4 separate regions of the Mus musculus genome follow, and all the other regions are linked to region 1. The links are chromatin contacts, called in public HiCAR-type and promoter capture Hi-C maps. All regions are on one chromosome and are shown on one strand. The core of a region is the stretch at or near the end of the contact, and the rest is flanking DNA. Distances in the headings are between cores, read along the strand shown.

What was found. Promoter capture Hi-C pulls out the DNA fragments that hold promoters and counts their contacts. HiCAR-type assays count read pairs that join an accessible place to other places.
Region 2: a contact with region 1 is called in a HiCAR-type map of astrocytes, with 3 times the contacts expected there. The contact joins the promoter of Nsun3 here to the promoter of Epha3 in region 1. A contact is called at or near these places in 3 of 39 promoter capture datasets (cranial neural crest, hippocampal neurons and liver) and 2 of 115 datasets of contacts at active chromatin or transcription factors (astrocytes and embryonic forebrain).
Region 3: a promoter capture Hi-C map of the C10 cell line shows a contact between it and region 1, with 5 times the contacts expected there. The contact joins the enhancer-like site here to the promoter of Epha3 in region 1. A contact is called at or near these places in 7 of 39 promoter capture datasets (3T3-L1-derived adipocytes, the C10 cell line, embryonic stem cells and 4 more), 1 of 15 datasets of contacts at CTCF or cohesin (large pre-B cells) and 3 of 115 datasets of contacts at active chromatin or transcription factors (astrocytes, differentiating embryonic stem cells and neural tube).
Region 4: a contact with region 1 is called in a promoter capture Hi-C map of liver, with 4 times the contacts expected there. The contact joins the promoter of Chmp2b here to the promoter of Epha3 in region 1. A contact is called at or near these places in 5 of 39 promoter capture datasets (the C10 cell line, embryonic stem cells, hippocampal neurons and 2 more), 2 of 484 Hi-C or Micro-C datasets (LSK cells and myeloid progenitors) and 3 of 115 datasets of contacts at active chromatin or transcription factors (astrocytes, differentiating embryonic stem cells and neural tube).

Annotation. Positions count from the first base shown.
Region 1 is chr16:63,862,815-63,865,526 of GRCm38.p6, reverse strand. Epha3 (Eph receptor A3) reads left to right here and starts at 1,352. Exons shown (of 17, transcript NM_010140.4): 1 at 1,352-1,567. The coding sequence starts at 1,480.
Region 2 is chr16:62,785,385-62,788,084 of GRCm38.p6, reverse strand. It overlaps Nsun3 (NOL1/NOP2/Sun domain family member 3), which reads left to right and starts at 1,369. Exons shown (of 6, transcript NM_178925.3): 1 at 1,369-1,414; 2 at 2,188-2,297. The coding sequence starts at 1,403.
Region 3 is chr16:65,544,645-65,547,465 of GRCm38.p6, reverse strand. It overlaps Chmp2b (charged multivesicular body protein 2B), which reads left to right. Exons shown (of 6, transcript NM_026879.3): 3 at 423-617; 4 at 2,087-2,189. Among named protein-coding and RNA genes, the nearest start is that of Chmp2b, 17 kb to the left of the region's middle. Within about 2 kb of position 1,550, at least 6 of the 459 cell types and tissues checked have an H3K27ac peak or open chromatin away from gene starts, as enhancers often do.
Region 4 is chr16:65,561,352-65,564,127 of GRCm38.p6, reverse strand. Chmp2b (charged multivesicular body protein 2B) reads left to right here and starts at 1,366. Exons shown (of 6, transcript NM_026879.3): 1 at 1,366-1,653. The coding sequence starts at 1,620. Gm36457 (predicted gene, 36457) reads right to left here and starts at 1,320. Exons shown (of 2, transcript NR_166048.1): 1 at 1,266-1,320; 2 at 609-1,161.

The sequences.
Region 1 (2,712 bases), core at 103-2,602:
GAGTTAGGGAGACAAGTCTCTCGAGGAAGTGTGAACAGAATCAGTCTCTTCCATCTGGCTTCTTCAACCCAACCCATCTTTACCAAACAGTCAACAAAGAGTATCAGAAGCCATTAGCCTAAATTCCAGGGTCATAGAAAGTGGAGTGCTTGTGAAATACACATCTTATTATCAGGACCCTTAAAAACCTACTCCGTCTCCCTTCTCAGGGCTCTAACACTGATCACTGGCGTTAACGTTGTCAACCTAATTTTCCGTTTTGAAGCCGTGTAAGGAAGTCATCTTGCTCCTTTTCAGGATAGGCTGAGATGGATGGGTGGTTGAGAGGGTTGGTGAGGAATCATTTTCTGGGACCTATTTCAAAGATAATTCAAAAGAGATCTTAAAGTAGAAATTGGATAAATTACATGGCTGAAGTAGGTTGCAGTGAGGTTGTTCAGCATGAGACCGTTTGTAACCATCATGCAAAGTAATTTAGCAAGTCCAAGGACATTGTTCTCTAGGAAATACTGGATTTTTCAGCGTTAAAAGAGCAGCCTTCAAATAGTCCCAGATTAGTGGCAGCTGGAAGGCAGAACAGGGAGCTATGAGTTAATCTCCGAGTCTCACAAAACAGGAAAGTTCTAGTGCTAGCTAGTTGTAGGCAGGAGCATTCCTTGTTCAGGACTTTCGATTTATATTGCAAATCCAGCAACCATCCGATGGAATGAGTGGTAGTCTGAAGCTATGGCTTTGGCTAGGATTGTTCCTGTCCTGGGAGGGCAACGGCTATTTGCCAGTGTTCAGAACCTGACTGTGACCTCTCTGTTTCAGCTGAGATTGCTGTATCAAATGCCTTTAACAGCCCCAATACCATGTGGTAGACTGAGCAGTCTACTTTTATCTTGTTGAATCACTAAGAGGACTGTGAACACACAGAACACAGTAAACGGATTAATTGCAATGGTCTTTGTCGTTCTACAATAATTGAATGAACGTCTTCCACTTTTAAAAACAATACTACTTTTTTGAACATTAGTTTCAACTCACAGTACCTCTAATAGGGATCTTTCAGAAATAGGCAACTGATCAAGTATAGCAAACAAATAGCTGCCTTCCCGTGAAAACGGAATGGCTCCCAAGACTCTCCGTCGCTGTCGCTGTCCCAGCACATCTTCTGGCTTTCCTACCCCACCAGCAACACTCTCGACCTCCACCCCTCTGCGTTCTTCCGCAGCTCCGTGGAACGGAGCTGGCTGCCAGCCATGGGGCTGCCCTGCTCTTCTTCAGCGCCCGCTGGCGACGGCACTAGGACCCAGAGAAGTCCCCGAGCGGGGTTCGCAGAAAGGCAGCCAGACTCCTCCTTATCTCCAGTGTCAAACTTGACATCAGACTGCGAGCGGAGCATGGTAACTTCTCCAGCAATCAGAGCGCTCCCCCTCACATCAGTGGTATGCTTCGCGGAGATATGCTCCTCTCACTGCCCGGTGCACCAGCAACATGGATTGTCACCTCTCCATCCTCGTCCTGCTCGGCTGCTGCGTCCTCAGCTGCTCCGGAGAACTGAGCCCACAGCCTTCCAACGAAGGTAAGCCAGGTAACCGCGCCGCTCCCGCCGGAGCGGAGCCCACAGCCCCCGGACGGCGCTGTTCCCTGAGATGCCCAGAAAGCAGTGGCAGCGAAAAGATTGTTTGCCCAGTAGCAATCCCAAAACACTTTTGGGGGATGTCTTGGGATTGTAGAAACCTTTAAAAATAATAATAAATCTGTTTTTAATCTGATAGCGAGCGATTCAAGTGATTACCACATTTACCAATTTGAACCAGAAAGAAAGAAAACCTTCGGTTTCTTTTTTTCTTTTTTTCTTTTTTTAACAACCCAGACTGTTAATTGCCAAATAGCCAAGGCAGTATTTTATTTTCTAATTATGACCATGTGGTTCTTTGAGAAGTTTCAAAGAAAAGGCTAGCCTCTCTTGAGATCCCCGCGGTGTGTTTTAAAGATAATGACAGGTTGCTCCTGCTTACACCCTTTGGCACTTATGAATGGACTGGAGAGAAGGGGGCTCGTTGGACCCGAGGTGTTTGAGTGCGCGCGTGTGTGCATGTGTTTATGTTACAACCGCCTTATTGAAGTGCTGTGGATCCCGCCGGGCGATGCTGTGCTCAGCGATACAGGTTCTCATGGGTAGCATATGCATGCCACATTATTAACAGCAGTGATGGTTCAAGGGATATACAGTGAGCTTAAGTTGGGTTCTTTTGTAAAAAGGCCTTTCATACACATAGAAGGATGCATTTAATGATTGATTGATAATTAGCTCCTGGGTAGATACAGTAAATAACAGACTAGCAAATTAGAAAGAACACTCATGGAAAGCTAACGGCATTTCCTTGATGCTGGATTAATTATTGTCAGTGTAACGGGCATCCTTGCATTCTCAATGGATCAAAGTGTAAACCTAATATTGAGAATATTTGTTTTCGTGGATACTGAGCAGACTCATGATATTTTTTTCAGACTTTTCATTATCTAGTTTTAATGATTTGTGAATACAAACTCTTAAGACAACTTCTCTGAATAATTGATTGCCTTGCAGCAACACTTACAACTTTAATTTCCTCTTAATGATTTTGAACATTGAGAATTGTATCGAGCAAGTTAACAATAGAGGACAGCTGAAGTGCAGGGAGCACAGTAGCTGTACAACACTCACTTAAAAACGTTTTGTAG
Region 2 (2,700 bases), core at 120-2,619, 1.1 Mb after region 1:
TATAACAGCTAAAGAGTAAATGAATTACTTTTTCTCAAATATAGAACAGGTGTGTATTCATGTAGTCATTTGCATACCAATTATTTTATTTTATACTGAATCAAAATTCTAACACACTATAGATTACTGAGGAACTTACAAAAAAATAACAAACAAACAAAAAATAAAACCAACTAAGCTTTAAATCACATTCGTGTAGAAGACATTTCCTTTGTATAGGATTTGGAGAGTCCAGCACCTACCTATCGCATATCCTATACTGATACTTTGAGCATCGAGTGCCATCTCAACGTGAAGATGCCTAGTTACTATAGGAGACCAAATCATCTCTGAGACATTTCTGGTTTGTTACCAGAGAACAAGGCAAATGCTAATGAGTGGTTATTCCTAACAATGTCAACACTGATGCTTGAAGTAGGCCAGGGCCTTGGTGAGTCCTTCCTGGTCCTTGGGAGTGTGGTCTTAGTGCTTGGTGAAAACAGGTATTATTCAAGTACCAATGATGTGACAGTTCTTATATCAAAGTCCAGCCACCTATAATAAATCAGCCTATTTAAAAAACAAAATTGAAACTGGAAAGCAGAAAAAGGCCGTTTATTCAAGGTGACCACATTGGGAAGAGGAACAAAGACATCCAGTGGAACCCCGTACCCAACCTCCGCCCGTGTCTTTGGCCATTGTCATCCGGGTTCAATCTCACCCTGTTAGAAGACGCTCTGACATTTTAGAGCTGTTGGAAAGCTCTTTCCAGAAGACAAGTTTCCCTATGGCTGTCCCCTCTTTCCTTCTCTCAGCCTGATACTTTGGGTCCATTCTTTCAGAGGCTGATAGATGGAGACCTGAGCATGTCTGGAAATATCTGCATCCCTGTCGAGCTGGCTACAGAGCATGCTAACGGCCAGCCCTCAGCACATGCCCGCAGTCTCAGTGGGGGCAGTCGGTACTTCCGGTGTAACATTTATCACTTCCCAGTTTGAAGATAGAGTGACTCGGGCAAATGTAAGGAGAGGCGCGATTTAATCTTTCTACCGCTTTTCTCATCGCGGGGTTCGGTTTTGTAAACCAGCAATGCCTGTGCATCTAAAACACTGATACAGGTCTTCTCTCGACCCCATGAACAGAGACAGGAAGGGTGACTCTGTAAACCAGCACCCACACTCCACCCTTCGCTCGGGGTTCGCACCCCAGCAGCTCCGGAGTCCCCAGAGAGCTTTGGCTCCGCCTCTTGCAGGACCTGAGTCTCCCGCGAGATTTTTGTCTACAATCTCGCGAGACCGGAAACAGGAACTGCGAGCCAGCCCATCTGTGACCTCCTCGCAGGACCCGGAAGTATGGCGTTTCTTCGTGTTACCCCGCGCGAACTCTAGCGGAGACCCGTAGTTGGCGAGCTCAGGCGGGGACCATGCTGACTCGGGTGAGGCTCTGGCGGTCGAGCGCCCCGGGCTGAAGCCACCGAGAGGCAGGGTGGACTGGGATGGGACCCGCACTGCCCACAGCCCGGAACCGTGCTGAGTGTGTTCCTGGTGCTGCTGCTGTCCCGCGGGCCGGCGACATTGTCACTGCGAGCTTTCTCAGCCCTGGGTGCACCCCGGTGATGAGGGGAGAGCCAGAAAGTTGGGGCGATGCTTATTTCCGTAAATAAACTTTGGAATACTTTTTTCTTTACAGTCTTACTTTAAAAGACAAACAACAACAACAAAACTTTTATGGCTTCTGAATTTTTTTTTTTTTTAGCATAGATTCACCTCTAACACTTGGTAATTACCACTTCGAGAAAAACCATGAAATAATTTTGTTACAAGTAAGGAGTTGATCCAACGGCAGGAACTGACATTTTAAAAATCAGGAAGCCCCACTCCTGACTAGCTATTATTGGCAGTAGCTGGCTTGAGGCCGGGAGAGAGTTGTCTTTGGGGTATGGCTCCACACCCCCATGTGCATAACGACAGCACTAATTGTTCCCGAGTGGATTTTTTAAAAGGACATGAAGTTGGAAGGGGAACACACAGTGGGAGTCTGGGTGGAGTTGGAGTGGTGTGGAGACGTGTTTATTAAAGTATGTTGTAGACAGGTATGGAAGTCTCCACGAATAAGTAGAGATATAAAGAAAATTTAATGTCACTGTCAACTTTCAATAAATATGTGATATCACAGTGTGTTGTCAGCACCTTTTTCTTATCATCATAGCTGAAAGCAAAATCAGAGGGGAAGCTTGCCAAACAGCTATGCAGAGTTGTGTTGGATCAGTTTGACAAACAGTATTCGAAAGAACTTGGGGATTCCTGGAGTACAGTAAGGTCAGTATGGTTCGTCTCTTGATATTTTGTGAGAGGAAAGGGAAGTATGTAGCAAATACCTCCTTGAGAGTGGCACAGTCCAGGAGGGAGGAGGTGACTGTACATTTTATGTGTGAAGGAATCACCTGGCATGTAGAAATGTGGGGCAGATAGTAATGCCCTCTCAAGCACTTGGCTTTTATCTGTAAAATGGGGAGGCACCACATTTTAAAACAACGCTGTAATAAAAATCCTAACTTGGAAGAAATTTAACTTAATGAAATTCAGGTAATACCAAGTCCTTAAAGTCAGTGTTCCTCTATCTTAGCTAAAGTCAGGCTTTATTTGGCAATTATTGTCACCATGCCATCTGTATGTGGAGCACATGTGCACATGGACAGACCAATCTAAATAAGCCTAGCAT
Region 3 (2,821 bases), core at 301-2,800, 1.7 Mb before region 1:
CGAACTCAGAAATCCACCTGCCTCTGCTGGGATTAAAGGCGTGTGCTACCCTGCCCGGTACGTTTGCTCTTATATGTTCCAACAGTTTCCTTTTAATTAGGGTGTAACGTGGAATGTTTCAATGCAGCTATCTGCATTATTAATTAACCTTGCTACCTCAGTCCTTATTGTCTTTGTCGTACTGTTTTTCTTACCTATTTTAAAATTTTCACTTCATATTTTCCTCTGGACTATACACATGTACTGTTTTGTAGCCTTACTTTCTTTTCTAGGATGAGGTACCAGGGCCCCCATGTGATCGTTTGGAGCCGCTGGAGTTACCCTTCTTCCCAGGGACGTTGTGCCTACTAGATATATGTTTCCAGATACTCTCTGATGACTGCCCCTTGATTTTATTTCCTTATCTTCTTTCCTCTTCTTAGGAGTTAGAAATTAAGAAGATGGCCAAGATTGGTAATAAGGAAGCGTGCAGGGTTTTAGCTAAGCAGCTTGTCCACCTACGGAAACAGAAGACAAGAACGTTCGCTGTAAGCTCAAAAGTCACCTCTATGTCCACACAAACGAAAGTGATGAATTCCCAGATGAAGATGGCCGGTGCCATGTCTACCACTGCAAAGGTAACTGGGAGATTTGGTGTCTGTTTTTCGAGGATATGTTAATATTAATATTCAAACCAGATTTTAATGCACTTTCTTGTACATTTGGGGTATAAAAAATCTTAGCTATAAATAAAGTGAGTTTAGACAATCCAAGTAATTGTGCATCTAGCTTAGTGATTGGGGTGTTAAAAGGACATTCCCATTTTTCCAAGCTCACATGTAGCTTCAAAGTTTATCTGGAATTGACATAGAATCGTGTTTTCAGTTGTTTGGGGTTTTTGTTTTTTTTCAATAAATTGTCAGAAAAGTTGGTGGTTTCTTTTTTCTATTATTTCTGACAAGTTTTGAATAACAATTTTCTCTTGATTCACTTGTAAATGTTGTTGAGAACCACACGAAACTTTTGCATTTCAAGAACTGAAGAACTTATATTTATATGTGTGTATGTGTAAGTGTATAATTATATGTATATACACACACCACACTATATATGTATATATAGTGTAATGTGTGTATGTATCTATAATTATATGTATATACATACATACATACACACACTGTGTGTGCACACGTGTGCATGTATACAATCAAAGCTTTAACTGTTAGTGTTTCATGGACTGAGCATTTCAGTTATTGATGAAAGTACTCAAAAGCAAGTATTTTGGTCTCCTCTGTAGTCTTACAGACAGACAGAGCTAAATATCTGACTAATTTGGGAACAAGGTCATATGAAGCTCACATATGTAGACTATTAACTTTACACAAGTGTTTAGGCAAACAATGACTTTGCTGTTTTCTGTAAATACTAGGCTTGAAATGAAATCTAATGCACTTTTGCCATGTATGTGTATCTGAATTGGAAGTCTTAATTAAGTGTCTTAAGAATGTATTATTTGGTCAGCAAGTATTTCTTTATATACTCAAGTAGTTCAGCTGAAATGGCTAAGCCAGGACTTAACCTGCATGGATTTTTAAGAGTCTCTTTGAGAGGCAGCTCATAGGAGATGTAGTGTGTGCAGAACTCTAAAACTTTGCTTACACTCAAATAACATTTCACAGAATAGTGTGACTTTGTGCAAGTTATTGCACCTTCTGTGACTCTGTTTTTCATGTTTAGTAGGAGGGAAAAGGAAGGAACCAACACATAAAATTCTTGTGTTTAAATGTCATGTAACTTTAATTTCAGCATATGCAAGTTGCTTAGAACAGAGAGGAACACTCATAAGGGACTAGTGTATGTAACGGTTCTATCTCAGGGTCAGTATACACATTTAAAGAGATAAAAGTCAGCCTGCCAATAGAGCTGTACTGGGGAATGAGGCTGTCTTGCTAAACAGATTTCAGTTGTTAGGTCCCATATACAAGGTTTTGGAGTGGACTTAACACTAGGTTAGTGGAAACTGTATTTGACGTGCTGCCTTCAGATTTACTCTATAGAACAGCTTTCATAATTGGGTTGCTAACATGGTTCTTTTCATTTCTAAAAGACAATGCAAGCAGTCAACAAGAAAATGGATCCACAGAAGACACTACAAACAATGCAGAATTTCCAGAAGGAAAACATGAAAATGGAAATGACTGAAGAAATGAGTAAGTTTAAGAAATGTATAGTGTTCCCCTCTTTGAATTTAACCAAGTTTGGGTCCTAGCAGTCCCATGTTCCGGCCACAGGCACACATACCGTGAAGACAGAAGTGACACCAGTGAGAACTATATTCATGTCAAGACTCAAAATTCTGTCAGTGTTTTAACCGCAGGGAACATATAAAGTATGTTCCGCTGATAACCCACAGAGCCAACGGCAGCATGCACAGGGCTCACCCAGGTCCAAGCCAGATGGGGTCCCACTACTGAGCAGGGAAGTGGACAAGCTCTCCCATGACCAGCTAAGAAGATGTCTGCAGCTGACCTCCGCCTGCAGGGGAAAAGAGTTTTCTCTAACGGAGTCTCTGCCTTACAAACTACACTTAAGGACAGGCCACAAGCTTGACTGTGGAAGAAATTCAAAACAGCGCTAAGAGCGGAGGGGTTTGTTTCATAACGCATTGTCTGGGCTTGTTTTGGTTTGTTGTTATTGTTGTTGTTAATCTTGCTTATTTATAATAGCTTCCAACTTGTGTTTTTATGTGTTTTGTGTTTGTATATGTGTGTCTGTGTGTGTGTCTCTCTGTGTGTGATTCTCTGTGATTCTCAAGCTTTTTCCTTGTTCTTTTATCCTCTCA
Region 4 (2,776 bases), core at 117-2,616, 1.7 Mb before region 1:
GGCTAAGTTTCACTAATAGTAGCTGTAGCAGCAGGGTTATCAGTGTTCTCATGGGTTTTGATATCTTATGAGGTTAAAAAAAAAGCAAATCTAATGATCGATCCCCAAAGCTTAAACATTCTTGAAAAACATTATTATGATCCTAAAATGAATCATAGTAACGTTTTAGAGTGACCCTGGCATTTGAAGTCATATCTATGAAAAAAATGCTATTACTACTCCTACTATTAAGTACTAATAATTGAACCAGGGCCAGACATATAATCATAAGTTCTACCATTGAATAACACATCTCGGGGTTCAGCAATTTTGGTATCTTTGTTTTTGTAGTAGTTGTTTCGAGACTGGGTTTGTCTGTGTAGCCTTGACTATTCTGGAACTCTCTATGTAGATCAGTCTGGCCTCGAACTCACAGCGATCTGCCTACCTTTTTTGCCTTCAAAGTGCTGGGATTAAATGCTCCCCCTGCCTGTCACTGTTTTGCTTTGTAATCCCATGAAAGGCATTGCTGCTAAACAGGGGATTCGCAGGGGAATATGTTCAAGACATAATTATGATTGTAAATAGAAATAATACATTAATCAGGAAGATGTATACATAGTCATGAATGATTATGATTTCCATATTTATTTTATACAGTCAAGAACTTAAATGACTGTCCTTTTTACAGGGTATGGAGACTTTTGGTATTAAATATCAACCAAGTGCTATGTAGCAATTTCATAGATTCACTGTGCAGCCATTTTTTGGTGTGTGACTGTGTGTCTTTTCCTCCGCATTTATGTGACACCTAAACAAGTTGGGTTCTAAGCAAGAACACAAGTATCAGCAGCCTTTCTTGTTCCAAGTCAGGAGCATTAAACAATAGTGTGGCATTAGAATTCGCTTGTCACTCCTCTCCTGGACAATCTCTGAACCCCAGATCCCCAGGGACAGAAGCAGGCTGGTGGAAACACCAGAAACCGGGTGGTAGGTGAAGATGGGTCCCGCAAGAGGCAGCCAGGAGTCAGGTAGCATCAGGGCAGTCTGGGAAGATCACCTGGGACAAGCCTAGCAGGGCATCCCCTAAGGCCTTTGCATTGATCGCTTGGGAGTCCTACTGTCAATCAGTCTCAGGTCCGCAGTCCACCACACATCCCCAGGATCCCTAATTCCAACAACCTGGAACAACAAGGAAGGCGTGGATCAGGTTTCACTCTTGCCCGAGGTCAGCACAGAAACCAAGCGAGCATCTTGCAGACTCACGCGCCGCCAGCCTTGCCAACCTAGGTCCGGACGGGTCGCAACGGAAAGCAGGGAAGAGCGGGCAGCCTTTGAAGTGAGGGCACCGCTGCGGCTTCAGAGGCGCAGTGCGCAGGCGTGCTCGCAGACTGCGCACGCGCCGCCTAGAAGTGACTTCTCCAAAAAAGTGTCTTAGTTCCCGGTCACCTGAGCACCCAGGACGCGTTCTCGGGAGCCTCGCGGAGCCACGCCCGCCGCAGGTCGAGCTTGGAGACCCCGTCCTCCTCCTCCCGCCGCTGCCAGGCTTCTCCGGGATCCGTCCTTCTACCGGTCCTGTTCCCAGAACCGGGCCGGACCGAACCGGGCCGAGCTGGGCCGCCCGGGCGCGGCCGCTCACCATGGCCTCCCTCTTCAAGAAGAAGACTGTGGACGGTGAGTTCGGGGCCAGGCTCACCCGCCCGGGGTCTCTGGGGAGCTCCGGCCTCGGATCGGGTGCTGTCCCCCGAGGTGGGCCCGTGTCGGAGGCCCCACAGGTGACCATGGCTGCGTGACTCCGGCTCCACTGGCTTACCTGGCCGGCTCGCCCTCCTGACTGCCCTCACCCCACCCTCGTTTTTCTCCCCCCACCCTCGCCCGCCCCACTCCGGAGAGGATTTCTGAGCTTTCTAGGGAGGCAGACCAGTGCTGGCTCTCGGGTGTCATTAGACTTGGCGAGTTGATGAATTTCATGGTAGTTTTTTTCCCTGCTCGTTGGCTGCTCCTTCCGTGAAGACGCCGCACTTCCTGACATCCGAAAGGGATGTGTGTTTACTAGGGGACAAGGCAGGAGGTCACAGCGGGCCCACTTAGGAAATAAACTTGGGGCCAGGCTGGCTGTATTTTTACAAACACCTAGCGTTACACGTAAGAAAGACTCCAGCAGAAAAACCTAAGCCCAAGGGAAGGGTCCCGGTATAGTTTTTGCATAGTGCAGATTTTTCCTTTATGGTTATCTTCTGTCAACGAAAGTGAGGGTGGTGTAATTTTCATAGAAGTTCGCGTTTTTAAAAACACATTGTTTCAGGTGGCTTAGTGCCATCTTGTGATGAGGGAAATACTGGACGTATTGGAATGTACAAGTTTGGTAGCATTCACAGGCTGTGCTGTAGTGTGTATGTTATACGCGGCTGTCCCAGGTATTACATTCCCACCAAGTAATCTAAAAATTGCTTTTCATTGCATGTCGAGCCCAGGTTGCTGTTGCTTCAGCCAAATAATCATTCCTTTGTAAGGAAGGGTCTAGCCCAGCCACACAAGGAGCAGGGGCAGCTAGACTGTGATTGGTACAAACCCAGAGCTCAGCCCTGAGTTGGGGTAACTCCTTCATTTCTTTGTGTTCACTGTTCTAGTGCCAGATTTGGGGGGAGGATAACAAAGACACCATCTCTACCCTGCTACATGGCCTTTCATTTCCACACAGGATGCCATTTTATCCCTCATTTGTAAGACAGCAGAGTGCAGTTTTGCTTCTTCTGAGTGACTTTTTAAATTTTTGTTTTTTGTTTTTTTTTTTTGT